Regions from separate parts of the Zea mays genome. Here region 1 is linked to region 2. Evidence: chromatin contacts called from public Hi-C data. All regions are on one chromosome and are shown on one strand. Each heading gives the region's core, a stretch centred on a gene start, on an enhancer-like site or on the middle of the called end of the contact. The rest is flanking DNA. Distances are from core to core; before and after follow the strand shown. Region 1 holds the start of LOC103632631 (AT-rich interactive domain-containing protein 2). Region 2 holds the start of LOC100279495.

What was found. A called contact is a pair of places that touch in the nucleus more often than the background predicts.
Region 1: a Hi-C map of ear shows a contact between it and region 2, with 2.0 times the contacts expected there. The contact joins the promoter of LOC103632631 here to the promoter of LOC100279495 in region 2. A contact is called at or near these places in 4 of 25 Hi-C or Micro-C datasets (ear and leaf).

What each region holds. Positions count from the first base shown.
Region 1 is chr1:25,679,038-25,682,350 of Zm-B73-REFERENCE-NAM-5.0, forward strand. LOC103632631 (AT-rich interactive domain-containing protein 2) reads left to right here and starts at 1,628. Exons shown (of 4, transcript XM_035963049.1): 1 at 1,628-1,963; 2 at 2,359-2,493; 3 at 2,571-2,768; 4 at 2,870-3,313. The coding sequence starts at 2,370.
Region 2 is chr1:25,517,999-25,521,504 of Zm-B73-REFERENCE-NAM-5.0, forward strand. It overlaps LOC100279495, which reads left to right and starts at 1,446. Exons shown (of 10, transcript NM_001152496.1): 1 at 1,446-1,769; 2 at 2,041-2,273; 3 at 2,367-2,403; 4 at 2,562-2,742; 5 at 3,171-3,319; 6 at 3,469-3,506. The coding sequence starts at 2,055.

The DNA.
Region 1 (3,313 bases), core at 378-2,877, 160 kb after region 2:
GGAGGGTTGCTGCGCGTGTGACACATCGCGTATATGATGATCCCATATGCATTGTATAGCAGTGGTTAGGCTAACTAAACGTTGCAGCAATTAGTAACGTATGTTCAAGGAAGGCACATGCTAGCACTTCTGATTTCCTAAGTTCATAGTGGGAGCTACGCCGCTAGCTGTTTTTCCTAGTCAAACTTGCTATAAAAAATCAAACAAAATATAATTGGGATAGAGGAATTTCTTTGCTATTTAGTTTGAAATAGCAAAGAGATTTCTTCCTCGTGGATAACTCGTGATCCTTGTCCACTAAATCAGCCCTGAGGGGACGGATCGAGAGGGTGTAAAGTGGGCCATGACCCCCTCAAATTCTTATAACCTTTTATGCATACATTGTTTATTGTTATGTATAGAAAAAAATTGAACATATGAGTGGGCTAACATAGTCCTCTCTCTTGTCTCCTCATCGGATCGGTCTAGTCCTCTCGACTCCTGTCCTACTCCTCGGACCAGTCCTCGCATCTGTTAACAACTATAACGACCCAATCTCCATGACGACATAGTTCGACTCATGTCGTCCACGATCTAACTAAGAGGACACTGTTGCACCGTTCGCTGGGCTCGCTCCTCCAACGCTCTACCACACTGTACTAGTCATTGCTTGTATGTGTATAAATATTACACTTGAGATCAATATGAAGCGTTGTTGATCTAATCACTCTTACAACATCTATCCGTCCAGTCCAATTCTTCCTGACGCCTAAGCCAGTCCACCCCGATGCCCTCTTTCTGACACCGCAACACGCGATATCGGTCCCTTCATTATGCTCTTGTTTCTCTCGTTATCGTCGGTGAGCGACGAGCTTAGCGAACCAGCAAGTCCTAGCTCTCAGCAGAAGACATCGCCTGATGCCACCCCTTTTCGGCGCCCCAGCCCTTTAATGAGATCGACATTCGGGAAGGCACACATGGTTTCGATTCGGTCAGCAAAAAGTTAGCGGTATATTTGCTTCTTTTGTTTATATAGTTTTCTTCTTTAAACTTGTATCATATATTGATATAAAACTTGAATCCTATGCAACACTAGTTTTTACGATCTTTCTTAAATTCGCTTTTGCGGTTTTTTGGCCCCATGAATTTTTGTCTGCATCCGCCACTGGATACTATGTTGATGGCTTGTTCAGTTTTGGAAGCGACAAAGTTCTCTCATATGATTCTTGAGATCCATGTGAGGGCTTGTTCGCTATATACTCAATTTAGGATTTGTTCAGTTGCGTCTGGATCAAACGGGATCGAAGGAGATTAAATCTCCTATTCAATATTGACTAAGGAGGGATTTATTCCCTTCCAATTCAAACGCAATCAAACAAGACCTTATGTGGATTGAAGGAGATTGAGTGGGATTAAATCCCAATCAAATCAAAATCCATTATAATTCTTTTCAATTCTTTTCAATTTATATGGGACGGGAATAACCCAACAGTTCGGGTTGTTTCAAACTTTGAACAAATAGGCTCACAGCCCCTGGGCCACACGCAGTTTCAGCCTATGGGCCTCAGCCTGTTAGTGTGTGAACCGAATAACGGCCCAGAATGCCGCCGAGCGGTCGACATGGTCGCGAATCGCGGTTTCGCTGCCTCTTTTTTCTTTTCCCGTTTTTATAAATAAATCAGCCCGAAAATAGGACGCGGTCGGCGGTCGTGAACCGAACAAACCTTTCCCCAAAATTTCCCCTCCCCCGCACCGAACGAACTCTCGATCCGATCCCGATCCCTGCAGGGAGCCGCCTCGGCTCACCGATCCGGCCCCGGATCCGCTCGTTGCTCGACGGGATCTCTCGATCGGTACCAGCTTTGCCCCCTCCCTGTGATTCCGTAGGTTCCCGAGGTTAGGGTTTGCGCGGGTGGGTTTCGGGCTCCGATCCGCTCGATTAACGGCGGATTTTGCACGGGGGCGTCGGATCTACACGTGTCCTGTAGGTTTCATCTCTTATTGTTGCGATTTCTCGCGTCAATTTCACGTGATTTTTCTGGTGGTCGGATGCGTGGCTAGGGTTTCATTCAGTACAGAGGTGTTGTACTCGTATTCGCGAATTCGTTACGGTTTCATGGCCGCGATATTCGGATTAATTATTGCACGAACAAAAACGTAGATATGTTACTCGTTACAGACGACAATTCATCTGTGCCCTTCATCATGGTTGTTGAATAATGTGCATTTGGTCTGGAATGATTAATTTGACCTACCATATAGCTTAAATCGTTTATTACTCCTCTTGAATTGGTGCTTTCCTTTCAGTTGCATCATGTTGACTGTTTGCTAATTAATAACATGTTTGTAATTCATTATTTAATTCTTTCCTCTCAGCAGTCTGGACAAGCATGCTGCATCAGGAGAACAGTGAGGCTTTCGGGAGGCACCACTCTGAGCAGCTTGCATGTGTCAACATGAGGGGAGCAGATAATGGTCATCCGAATTTCCTTCCTGAGAAATGCCAGATTGCAGGTGATAACTTAGCAGCATCCTCTTAGCTGCGCTAGACATTTGTCTTGACTCTAATACATGTTTAGTTTGTCCTGAAGTTCACCAAAGGGGTGAAAAAGTTGGACTATTTGATGAAGAGCTGGTACATGGTATTCATCTAACCAGTCCTTGTGTTCAGTCACCATTTTTGCCAAGTGGTGTCAAAGAAACACCTATAGTGGATCATAACAAGAGACCTGCATCCAGTGACATACTGGACATAGTTGAATGCAAACGGCTGAAGCAGGAAGATCAAAGTAATAACTCCACCCTCTCTTGACCAGTACATAACGTCTTTTCTGAAAGTTTGTTTATGCAGAGACAGTTAGATAATGTACTTGTCTTTTGTTTATTCCAGTCGTTACTAAGGAAGACAACCATACATCTGCTGAGGAGGAATTTCATGACTACCCCACATACACGACTTGCGAAAGAAGCTTTGACTCACCACTATATGAGAGTGAGGAAAGTGAAGATGAGGGCGTAGATTCACCTCTCCATTGTTCACATGCTCGCACCTATGTTGAAGATGGTCTATGGCCTGCCAGCTTTCATCAATCTGTTGGCCCTTTTTCCTTGAGGAAACCTGTTCCTATCGGGTCAAATCATCAGGCTGAATTACCTGAGTGCAGGCCATTTGGTGGAAGAACTGAAGAAGACGAAAGTGTCAAGTGGATCAGAAACAGTGTTGTGCCAATGCCTGGTACTGATGCATCGTCTTTGGTGTTGGAGCCTGTTCACTGCAAAGCAGGTTGTGATTGTCTTGACGAAGGTTCAATCAATTGTGTGAAAAAGCATGTGA
Region 2 (3,506 bases), core at 196-2,695:
CGAACACACAAATAAGCAGCTAAAAAAGAGAATTAAAAACTACACTACTTTTAAAAGTACACAATACATAGTACAAGAAAATAAAATTTACACAATTCATAAAAAATACTTACATTACTTTGCTTACATAATATTTCAGAAACTTACATAATAATTTTCCGAAGAGCTTTTCTAAGAATCTAGATTATTGGATAATCCAGTTATCACGAGAATCTGGATACCGCAGGACTTGCCTGCGGAGAAAGATAAAGGGGGTCTGCACGGTTTAAGGTTTAGGAAGCGACATATTTCTCCCGTCACGGTGATTCGACGAATTCTGCATTCATATTCATATTGATTTAAGATGATTTTTTAAAAGAAACGATTACCACAGAAGCGATCTGAAAGCAAAATATTTGGCTGCTAAAAGTCGATTATGATAACTATAAGTCGAAACAAGGCTCATAGTCGGTTGGATTGGAAGGAGGCGATGGTCCATCCTGATAAACAAATTGTTGAGCCGAGACACAAGACACGTGATTGGTTGCCAGCCTCCCCTCTGCCTCTGCCTGGCTTGCGCCAGCCCGCGTATGTAGAAACGTGGCGGACTCACGTCTCCGTCGATGCAGTCATTCGGCTGAAAACACTTAAAATGAGTCCAAGTGTGCGGGCTGATATTATGTCATATCAATCACACAGAAGAGAACCACCATCAAATCCCCTGTATGTTTGTTTTAACTTTTAAGCAATCGCTAGTCAAACAAGCACCAACAGGGCAATCGGCAGTGGGCACAGTGTCACTGTCCGCCTGCTCCCGTGTTCACCTAATCCCACCTATTCCCACAAGTACAACCAGGCCACATATATCTATCTCTGTTTTCCGCAGAGTTCGCAAACTTCACGGCTACTGCTCCTCGTACGTGGTGGAAGGGGAAAAGGGAAAAAAAAGAGTTTGCTCGTGCTGCCACGGTGCCACCCGGCCCCGTTTCAGGCTTTCAGCGTAGTTTCTTGCCGACAAAATCGTAGGCATCAAGAGGAAATGAACCAACGGACGGTCCACCTGAAGCTGAATCGAACAACCCAACCGCTCGCTCGGATAACTAATGGTGTGTTTGGTTTGTGGAGTCACTTTATGCTTAATAAGGTGATGCATCATAAGTTTATTCCATCAATTTTGGTGGAATCAACTCACTCCTCATGTATATATTAATTATTAGCTTATGAGTAATGGGGTGGTGATGAATCAACCCATTCTATTCCACAAACCAAATAAAAAAGTGAGGAATAAGAAAAAGATGGATCACTTTATTCCTCAAACCAAACCCACTCTAAGTTTTTTTTAAAGACGGCTACAGAGAATTGTTTATCCAAGCAGACATGTCGAGCCGGTAGGTATACAGTCTCTGCTGGTCTCACGTGGCCACGTTGCTCGGTTCCGCATCCGCGATTCCGCGAGGCAAAGCAACGAGCCGCTTTCGGTGTTCTACTGCCGCGTAGCAGCGGCAGCGGCACCGACGGCATCCCAAAAGGCAGCGACGTCTGGGTCGGACTTGGAGGCCCCGGGGATCGGTGGCCAGGCTGAGCTCCTCCCAGAGTCCCAGTACGCCTCCGGAGTCCGGATCCGCGGAGCCAGGCTGAGCTGCTCCCGTGGTCTACTCTCCAGTACGCGGCTCGGCAGGGACCGGGAGCGAGGACGAGCGTCCTGCGTCGACGGGATCGGCGTGCCAGGGGAGCGCTGAAATCTGCGCTTCCGTCTCCGGACGGCCGATGCCAGGCCTTGCTCGGGAGAGGTGAGCTCTCCGCTTCCTTCTCCGGTTCAACAATGGCGTCTTTTCTTCCCATACGCATAATTGCTCCCGTGCTGCCGCTGCTCTGGTTTGGATTGCCTTCCCAAGTATACATTCGGTGTTCGCTTGTTGAAATTCGGAGATCCCGAACGAACGTAAAGCTGTAGTAAATTGAATTCCTCTCGATTTACGCACCTATACAAGCTACAAGTCGTTAATGGTGTGCTGCAGGAGAAGATCATGACATACATTTGAGTTCTGGTTTGCCTCGTAGGTAGCAAACGAAACATGGAGCTGAGGCGGCTGCTGCTGCTTGCGCTCATCTGCCTGCGTGCTCCCCGTTTGGCTTCGGCTCAGCAGCCGGATGAGGCGACGGTCATAGTTAAGGGCTCCACTAGGATTGCGGAAACGGATGACAACTACGTCTGTGCTACAATTGATTGGTGGCCGCCGGAGAAGTGCAACTACAATCAGTGCCCATGGGGCCAGGCGTCAATTCTTAATCTGGTATATGCTTTATGTTTGTTTTCCTTCTCTTGTTATTGGTGTGTTAGTGTTACACAATGCTGTTTGGACTAATTTTCCATGCCGTCCATTCAGGATCTGGATCACCCGTTTCTGGCTCAGGCCATTCAAGGTAGGCCCTTTGAGTTACATTCAGTGGCTGCCGGTTACATATTTGTCATCCCTCGTGGCTTTAGATAAGGACCTAGTAGGCTGGTAGATTGTTGGTTGATTTGCTCCATGCCTCAGACAGTCTTCTTTCTTACAACAAAATGGTAATTATAACTGCAGCATTTGACCATTTGAGGATTAGGCTGGGAGGCTCCTTGCAAGACCGAGTTGTTTATGATGTGGGAACAGAAAGTCCATGCTCCCCATTTACAAATGTATCCAATGCCTTGTTTGGTTTCTCAGTTGGTTGCCTTGGTATGGATAGGTGGGACAAACTGAATGACCTATTCGAGAGAACAGGGTGAGACTTCTAGTTTTTAAGTTTTTTTGTTACCACTACTGTGAGAATATAAATTAGCCAGCGTAACTTCTGCAGATGTTCCAAAACTGTGATATGACATTCCCATTTATGTGTTTTAGATTTTGACAGTGTCTGTGATTTTATTGGTTCAGTTGGTTATTGATAAAATAACTAAAAGCTATCCATTTCTACACATCTTGAGGAATGCTAAATTGGTAGCACATATGTAAGATATGATAAAATTCTACCTGTCAATGTAACATGTGCATTGCATGTTTGTACACAGACATCTGCATATAGATTGAATTTTCATTCTTTTTGTATATGGATCGGAAAATGTTTCAATTGCCTGTTGTTTGTTTATCTGATATGAGGTTTCTGCACGCTAAGTGCAACTAGCTAATGGGTGAGCAAACATCTATCTGCAGAGCAATTGTCACATTTGGTGTGAATGCACTCTACGGGAGGTATAATGTTCGACGTTCCATCTGGGCAGGCAAATGGAATTCCACTAATGCATATGATTTTGTAAAATACACAATCTCAAAGGGATACCCAGTTGGCTCTTGGGAATTTGGTAAAACTATCTTTTTGCTACTGAAACATTCTGTCTCATTTCTTATATTCCAAGATAGAAGTTCTCCAAGTTTATGATGCATGAAATATGGGGTGACAGAAACAGTTTGTTTGAGAACTACATTTTTACACAGGCTCTTGTTTTGTTAGGCAATGAGCTGAGTGGGCATGGAATCGGAGCAAAAGTT